Regions from separate parts of the Mus musculus genome. Here region 2 is linked to region 1. A link is a contact called in public HiChIP or PLAC-seq data. All regions are on one chromosome and are shown on one strand. The core of a region is the stretch at or near the end of the contact, and the rest is flanking DNA. Distances in the headings are between cores, read along the strand shown. Region 1 overlaps Gm10863 (predicted gene 10863). Region 2 overlaps Dmc1 (DNA meiotic recombinase 1).

The links. HiChIP or PLAC-seq counts read pairs in DNA pulled down with a chosen protein or histone mark.
Region 2: an H3K4me3 HiChIP or PLAC-seq map of bone marrow-derived macrophages shows a contact between it and region 1, with 5 times the contacts expected there. The contact joins two enhancer-like sites. A contact is called at or near these places in 3 of 484 Hi-C or Micro-C datasets (the C10 cell line, bone marrow-derived macrophages and nephron progenitors), 3 of 115 datasets of contacts at active chromatin or transcription factors (astrocytes, bone marrow-derived macrophages and embryonic stem cells) and 1 of 9 other capture datasets (pancreatic islet).

The regions. Positions count from the first base shown.
Region 1 is chr15:79,207,563-79,211,023 of GRCm38.p6, reverse strand. Gm10863 (predicted gene 10863) reads right to left here. Exons shown (of 5, transcript NR_029470.1): 3 at 979-1,071; 4 at 775-833. Among named protein-coding and RNA genes, the nearest start is that of Gm52189, 15 kb to the left of the region's middle. Within about 2 kb of position 1,798, at least 116 of the 459 cell types and tissues checked have an H3K27ac peak or open chromatin away from gene starts, as enhancers often do. A contact at or near this core is called in bone marrow-derived macrophages, where this site is marked.
Region 2 is chr15:79,576,064-79,579,524 of GRCm38.p6, reverse strand. All of the region lies in intron 12 of Dmc1 (DNA meiotic recombinase 1), which reads left to right. Among named protein-coding and RNA genes, the nearest start is that of Dmc1, 27 kb to the left of the region's middle. Within about 2 kb of position 1,779, at least 44 of the 459 cell types and tissues checked have an H3K27ac peak or open chromatin away from gene starts, as enhancers often do. A contact at or near this core is called in bone marrow-derived macrophages, where this site is marked.

The DNA of each region.
Region 1 (3,461 bases), core at 549-3,048:
TCAGCCGGGCAGTGGTGGCGCACGCCTTTAATCCCAGCCCTTGGGAGGCAGAAGCAGGTGGATCTGAGTTCGAGGCCAGCCCAGTAAGTTCCAGGACAGCCAGGGCTTCATGGATTTGAGACCCTGTCTCAGAGAGAGAAAGAGGGAGAGAGAGGGAGGAAGGGAGAGAATGTGAATTCATTCCTCAGAGGGCAGAGGGAGGTCACTCAGCTGGGAAAGCCAGAGTTATGCAGTGATCGTCTGGGCCAGCACAGCTGTGGGGGAATCAGGACTGGGCATTATCAGCAAAATGCAAGGCCCCTACCATGAGTCAGGGGCCCTGAAGTCATAGGTGCTGGGGAGGGGACGTGCTGTGGGCCCTTGGGCAGGCCCAGGTCTTGGCATCCCTGTCTATCTGTGGGGAGCCCTCCAAGCTCTTAGGATGGTGTCAAGGCAAAAGGCCAGAGCAAGGAAGCCTGTGGATGCAATCAGCGGAAGGGGTCTGGGCATGTGCACAATTCAGACAGCAATCCAGCAGGTGGACTCCTGCCATTGGCCTGAGCTGGATGCCCTGAGAGATGGAGACAGAATAGCAGCAGCACACAGGAAGGCTGGTGGGGGGGGGGGGGGTGTCAGAGATTAGGGAGGGAGGTGAGGACTCACAGTGGCAGAAGAGGGAGGACCTGGCAGTGAGACTCTTGTTTACATTCGAATGGAAAACACTCCTTTGAGCAAGCCCTGGACTTGCCAGGTCTTTATTTTCTCATCAGTCAAGTGGAGACTGTATTATGGTACCTTATAGATTGTCCAGTCAAATCGTAAGTTTCAGTCCCTGGCTTGCCATATAGGAAGCACTGCAAAAAAAAAAAAAAGATTTAAGTAATTAATTAGAAACTTCAGTCAGGCTGTGTCTCAATAAGTAAATAAGTAAATAAATAAATAATAGAGAAGTGTGGCTTTTTTTTTTTTTTAAATATATTTTGTTAAAGCTCTGCTTGCCTGCAGCCTCTGCTTCCCTGGGGTTATGAGACACGAGTTTCTGTGATTTATCCTGATTCACTATCAAAAACTCTTACAGGCCAGGCTTCCATCCTAAAGGGAAGGAACTATTATTATTCTCACTTTTCAGAGGGAGAAACTGAGTCTCAGAGCAATGTCCCAGGCTTCGCAGCTGCTGTAAGAATGGAGATTGTAAATAGGATTGGGAGAGAGGCCAGCCTCCTTGAGCCCTTCCCTGCCTCCACTACCCAACCCGGCCCAGGCCCTCGTCTCCTACCAACCTTGTGTGTGTGTGTGTGTGTGTGTGTGTGTGTGTGTGTGTGTGTGTGATCCTGAGGAGAGAGGGGAGGTAGGAGAGGCAGGGAGGAGTGGAAAAGGCAAAGCCACCGGTGAGGCAGTGGCACAAATGGAACCCAAGAAGGCAAGAAAGACCCCAGCTGGAATGGAGCAAGACCCAGAATGGTGGACCCACAATCAGGAGGCCGAGAAATGCTTGAGGCACAGCTGAAGAAGGACCAGGAAGCTGGAGAGACAGAGGAAGCAATGTACACCCCCGTCCTGTTTAGGTACCTGGCCCCCAGGATGACCCTGAGACCCGGAGTCAGCCACCACCATGGTCATTCTTAACTCACGGGATCAAAGAATCGCCCCAAGTGAGGCAGTCTGCCTGGAGACAACAGATCACGCGGGGCGCGGCCCGTGTGAGCCCAGTGCCTTGATCAACGTCACCCACTTGTCCAGCAGCCCAGGACGGAAGCCTCTAGGCCCTTCCACGGAGTGCTGTCGTCAGCCAAGTCACATGGGGAGGCAGGCAGAAGTGGGGCAGGCAGCAGTGGGGCTATGGCGCCTTCCGGTGGCTTCTCCGCCTCCACCCCGCCCCTCAGGATACCGCTACGTTTAGAAAACAACCGAGGAAATCAAGTGGAAACATAAATCCGCCACTCGGTTCCTCCCGTTCCCCAGGGCCAGACACCCTCCCCTCTTTACACCCCCCCCCGCCCCCCAGCACAGGAAGGCAGAGCCAGCACGACTTTGGTTTGCTTTGGCGAGGCCCCGTGGGCAATGTGGCTCTTTCCCAGAATTCCTAGCAACTAGTCTTATCACCCAACACGCCCTCCCCAAAGGAACTTGGGGTACCCAGCTTCAGCCGCTTACCTTACTCACCCCTCTAGACTCATGGAAATACCCTACCTGGCTTCTTCCAGAGACAGACAACCACCCTGGCCATGTCCCTTTTATCTGTGGCCCTGTGCAGAATAGCAAGTACTGAGCTGGCACCCTGTTGCCTGCCCAGATCCCATTTAGAAGACAGGAATTACGGATGCCAAGAAGGGTCCCTGAGACCGTACATCTCTATTCAGAGGCCCCTTAGTTCACAAGCCCTTCTCAGTCTTGCTTCACTGTGTCCCAGTCTGGCCACCACACCTCTCCCAGCTTAACCACCCATAAACGTTTTCAAGCCCCTGCTAACCCAATGCCCTTCCCCTGCCCAATTCTGGCTCAAGACGGAATCTTGCTCATTCTTCAATGCCCAGCTCCACTGGTCTCTGCCAAGGACCAGATTCCAGAGTGGCACCTGCTGCCCCTGGTGTGTGCGCACAGTGTGGATAGATTTAGTGCGTGACATCACCTAAATGGGTCCTTGCCCTGTGTCTGACCACGGGCAGGGCTCAAGGGAGAAGAGCAGAGGACATGAGTAATGGCAATGGATGATGGTGGGCAGGATTGAGCTTTCAAGGACATTCTTGAAAGGTCAAAGCTCAGTGTGCTTGCTACCCCGCACACACTCCTTAGGGCTTCTGACTCCTCTCCTCCCTTCCCTTCCCCCTCCTCCCTCCTCCTCCAGATTTTATCACAGTAGACAGTGTCCCTAACCTCTCCTGAGCCCCAGCCTCTGGGGTGCAGCAGGGCTTCTTGCTCAGAGTTTGGGGTGGCACTCCTGGGTTTTAAGTCACTTCTTACCAGGGAACTGCTGTGCGGTTTTTGGAGGGCCCCAGCACAGACCCCCTAGAGCGCTGCTGGGGCTGGCCATGTAGAAAATGGACAGAAACACCCAGATTTCAGACCAAACAGAGTCCGAGAAAGAGGGATCCAAGGCCCTCAGAAGGGGTTGGTGGGTATGAACAATGGCTTAGGGGAAAAGCCGTGTGGCTGGTGACCAGCCGTGGGGGTGAGGAGTTGGCTGAGTCAAGATTGACTCCAAAGCCTCATGCCTGGATCATTCCAGAACAGTGGGGCCATTGATGTTCAAGGAAGTGGCGGGGGCTTGTTTGGGGGCAGGATGGTGACACAGGCTTGGAACATGGATATTTTGGGGCTAGAAGCAACTGTAGAAGCGACCCACACCCCACATGAAGAAAAAGCAGCCAGATGAGAAGGATCAGCCACCAACCAGGATATCTGTGAAGGGTCTGGGACCAGGGGCTTGACTTAACAGGGCTTAAAGCTGGGGACTTGTCAAGGTCACCATGCTGAGCTGGGAG
Region 2 (3,461 bases), core at 530-3,029, 370 kb before region 1:
TTCCAATGCTATCCCAAAAGTCCCCCATACCCACCCCCCCACTCCCCTACACACCCACTCCCCCTTTTTGGCCCTGGCGTTCCCCTGTACTGGGGCATATAAAGTTTGCAAGTCCAATGGGCCTCTCTTTCCAGTGATGGCCGACTAGGCCATCTTTTGATACATATGCAGCTAGAGACAAGAGCTCCGGGGTACTGGTTAGTTCATATTGTTGTTCCACCTATGGGGTAAAATAATTCTTTAAAAAGAAAAAAGAGCCTGTGAGAGTCACCCGCACACATACAGAATTCTCACACCCAGGACCATTAAAAAATTTCAGCCAACTACTGTTTGAGAGAAATGTTGTTTGTAAGAGTTCTTCATTAGTAAAGCCACAAAAACACCTCCTCGGAATTTAGTAATCTGTTTGTGATGCTCACACAATGTGATTACATGTTTTGCAATCAGCTTTCGCCATTTATTTTAGCAACTGTCAATAATTCTTAACTAAATTCACCACTACTCCAATGTTGCAAGACAAAGTGATTTTACTTTAAACCAAGGGAATTCTTCTATTATGTGTATATAAATGAGACATAAACGTATATACTAGCAGATACTTAATAACATTAGTGCAAACTTCTCTAAGTTGTGTTGAAATGAATGTGCCTCTCTTTAGGCATTTATTTATTTATCCATTTATTTTTATTTAATGTGTATATTTGAGTGCCTGCATGTAAGTATGTGCAGCACATGTATCCTTGGGGCCAGATGGTGCCAGGTGGAGCCAGAAGACAGCACCAGATCCCCTGGAACTGGAGTTGCAGGTAGTTGTATGCCACCATGTGAGTGCTGGGAACCAAATTCGGGTCTTCTGCAAAAGCAGCCAATGGTCTTCATCACTAAGCTGTCTCTCCAGCCATCTTCAGTCATTTAAAATTTTACCTTTGCACACTGCTGCATCTTTTGCATTTCGATTTATCTTTCACCCTTCAATTCTTTTTATGAGTATTCTCTACTTAGCTAAAGGGGAAAAAAACTAATGTGGAGCAAAACGAACTATGTAAATAGTCAAAAGAAAGTTAAAATAGTGAGGGAACTAAGAGTAGCTTATTGGTAGGATGTGTGGTTAGCAATGTGGAAAGCCTTAGGTTCATCTCCTTGCTTTAAAAAAAAAAAAGATTGAGGAGAAAACTAACTATTCATTAGTTCAAATATTACTGAAAACCTACTAGGTAACGAGAGTCTGCGAATTCATTAGCAAACTAAAAAAACAAAAACCTTTGTCTCGATAAAAGAGAAAGATAAATGGTATTTGTTTAGCTATTTAACTCAGTACTTTAACGTCTTGGTATGTCCCCTATCACATCATCTGTAGTGTAGTCCCTGGAGGCTTAAAGCAATCTTTTCTCTATGGAGTGTCTTTTGTATACAGGACATGAAGTACTTCACAAAGAGATTAATTTTAAACTAACGAGAAATGGAAGATTTTAAAGGCTCACTTTAAAAAGAGAAAATGACTCATTGGCTCAGAGGGAGGAAGTGGGTTGCATTCAGATAAAACAGTACAAGTTAAAGAGCACTGTTCTCTCTTCAGGTGTGGGGAGGGAGCACTGAGGAGGCCCAACTGTCACTCTTGAGTTACAAGGCAAAAGAAATTAGGTCAGATAGAGGTTCTTTTCTCTTGTATTTGTAAAAAGTTTCAAAAAGAGTAAAATCATATTGAGATTCCTCAGATGAGACAGTGAAGGGAGACTTGTGAGGCGCTAGAAAGGAACTAACTGGAGAGGGAGACAGCACAGTCTACAGTGAAGAGAGCTGAGCAGAGAGAGAGCCTGCCAAGGGAACCAAGCCTAGGATTTTTGCAGTGTACATCTGCTGTGAGAAGTCTTTTCCACCTAGCTGAGCAGTAAGGAAACAAGGATCACTGTGATTAGTATGTTCTGTTGTATATTAAATTATAACAGTACAGATTAAATACATGCTTCATATAAAACACAAAATTACCATATCTAGATGAAAAATGGGGACAGTTTTAAACTAACGGCTCTCCAATGCTATTAGAAACCCTCCCCTAAAGGAAATATCTTTGTTTCTTGGTGTTGAGAAACTCCAAGCTCAGCTCGCCTGGAGCCTGTCAGAGAAATATCACTATAATTGGTATGGATCCCCAAGTACACTGACAATAATTGAGGCTTGTATCCCATGCATTATACTTGATGGCACATCGTATTAAAAAAGAACAAAATTATAGAGGCAAGGAGCTGCTGTATGATACCGCAGAGCAGAGACTCCTAGATAGGGCTACAGATTCAGACTTCAGGGTTGGAACAACCCAGCCCAGGGAGCCTAGAGATATAAATCAGAGGATGGGCCTGATGAGCTGCACACCAGGGCAATAAGCATTGGAAAGAGACCATGATGTCACCACAGACCTCTGTTGTATCTGTGACTCTTAAACAAAAAGCCATCCAGAATATTTGCAGCCTTGTGGATGTATCACTTACTGATTAAGCATGTCAACCTATGACTTAACATTGTCAACTTCAATGAGGAAGTAATGTGTTTATGGTCACTAACATAGTGACCTTAGGCAAATTGTTTAGATTATTTGAAACCCATTCTTCTCTTCATTCTCCCACCCCTCAATGAAGAAATCTTCTACTTACTAACTCCTCACCATGCCCCAGAAGCTTTTCTGTATAATCTTACGTAATTCTCATGTGACCCTGACATACCGCCCCCTGTTCCACCTTCCTGTGCTTTCTATGAAGCCAGCCTCAATATGTGGTTGAACCTCTCCCTACCCTACTCCACCCCACCCCACCAAACAAGAATTCCAATTTCAAAAGATGAGGGGGGAAACTATTTTAATGTGTGCATATTTTGGGAGCAGACAGAAAAGATATGTTACTTAACAATAACAACAAGTACTACTGGAACTCACTTTGAAGACCAGGCTGACCCTGCACTCAGATCTGCCTGTCTCTGCCTCCCAAGTTCTGGTGTTTAAAGTGTGCACCACCACATCCAGTGTACACTTGATCTTATGAAAGCATTTTCTTATTGGGGATCCTTCTTCTCAGATGACTTTAGCTCATGTCAAGCCAGCACACCTTGCATGCACAAGGCTTTGGGTTGAGTCCTTTCCTTCATCACCAACCACCATAACAATAACAACAACAACAACAAATACAAACAAGAAAGAAAAGAAGCTTATACTTCTTAGTGTCACTGTGTTCTTACAGTCTATCCAATTTCATCTCAGATCTATTTTTCATGACCTCAGCTAACTTGGAGCTAGAAGACCAGAATGACAGAATATGCCATGTCCTGTTCAACCAAAGTGGGAGAATCTTTGTGTTCCTCCTTATTCCTAATATCTACCCCCACCTGCTCCCTCATTCTCCACAGAAAAGAGGAAATGAGAGGAGAAGAAAATCTGTAAAAGGCTATAGGAGGGACGTGGGAGGTTTTCTGAT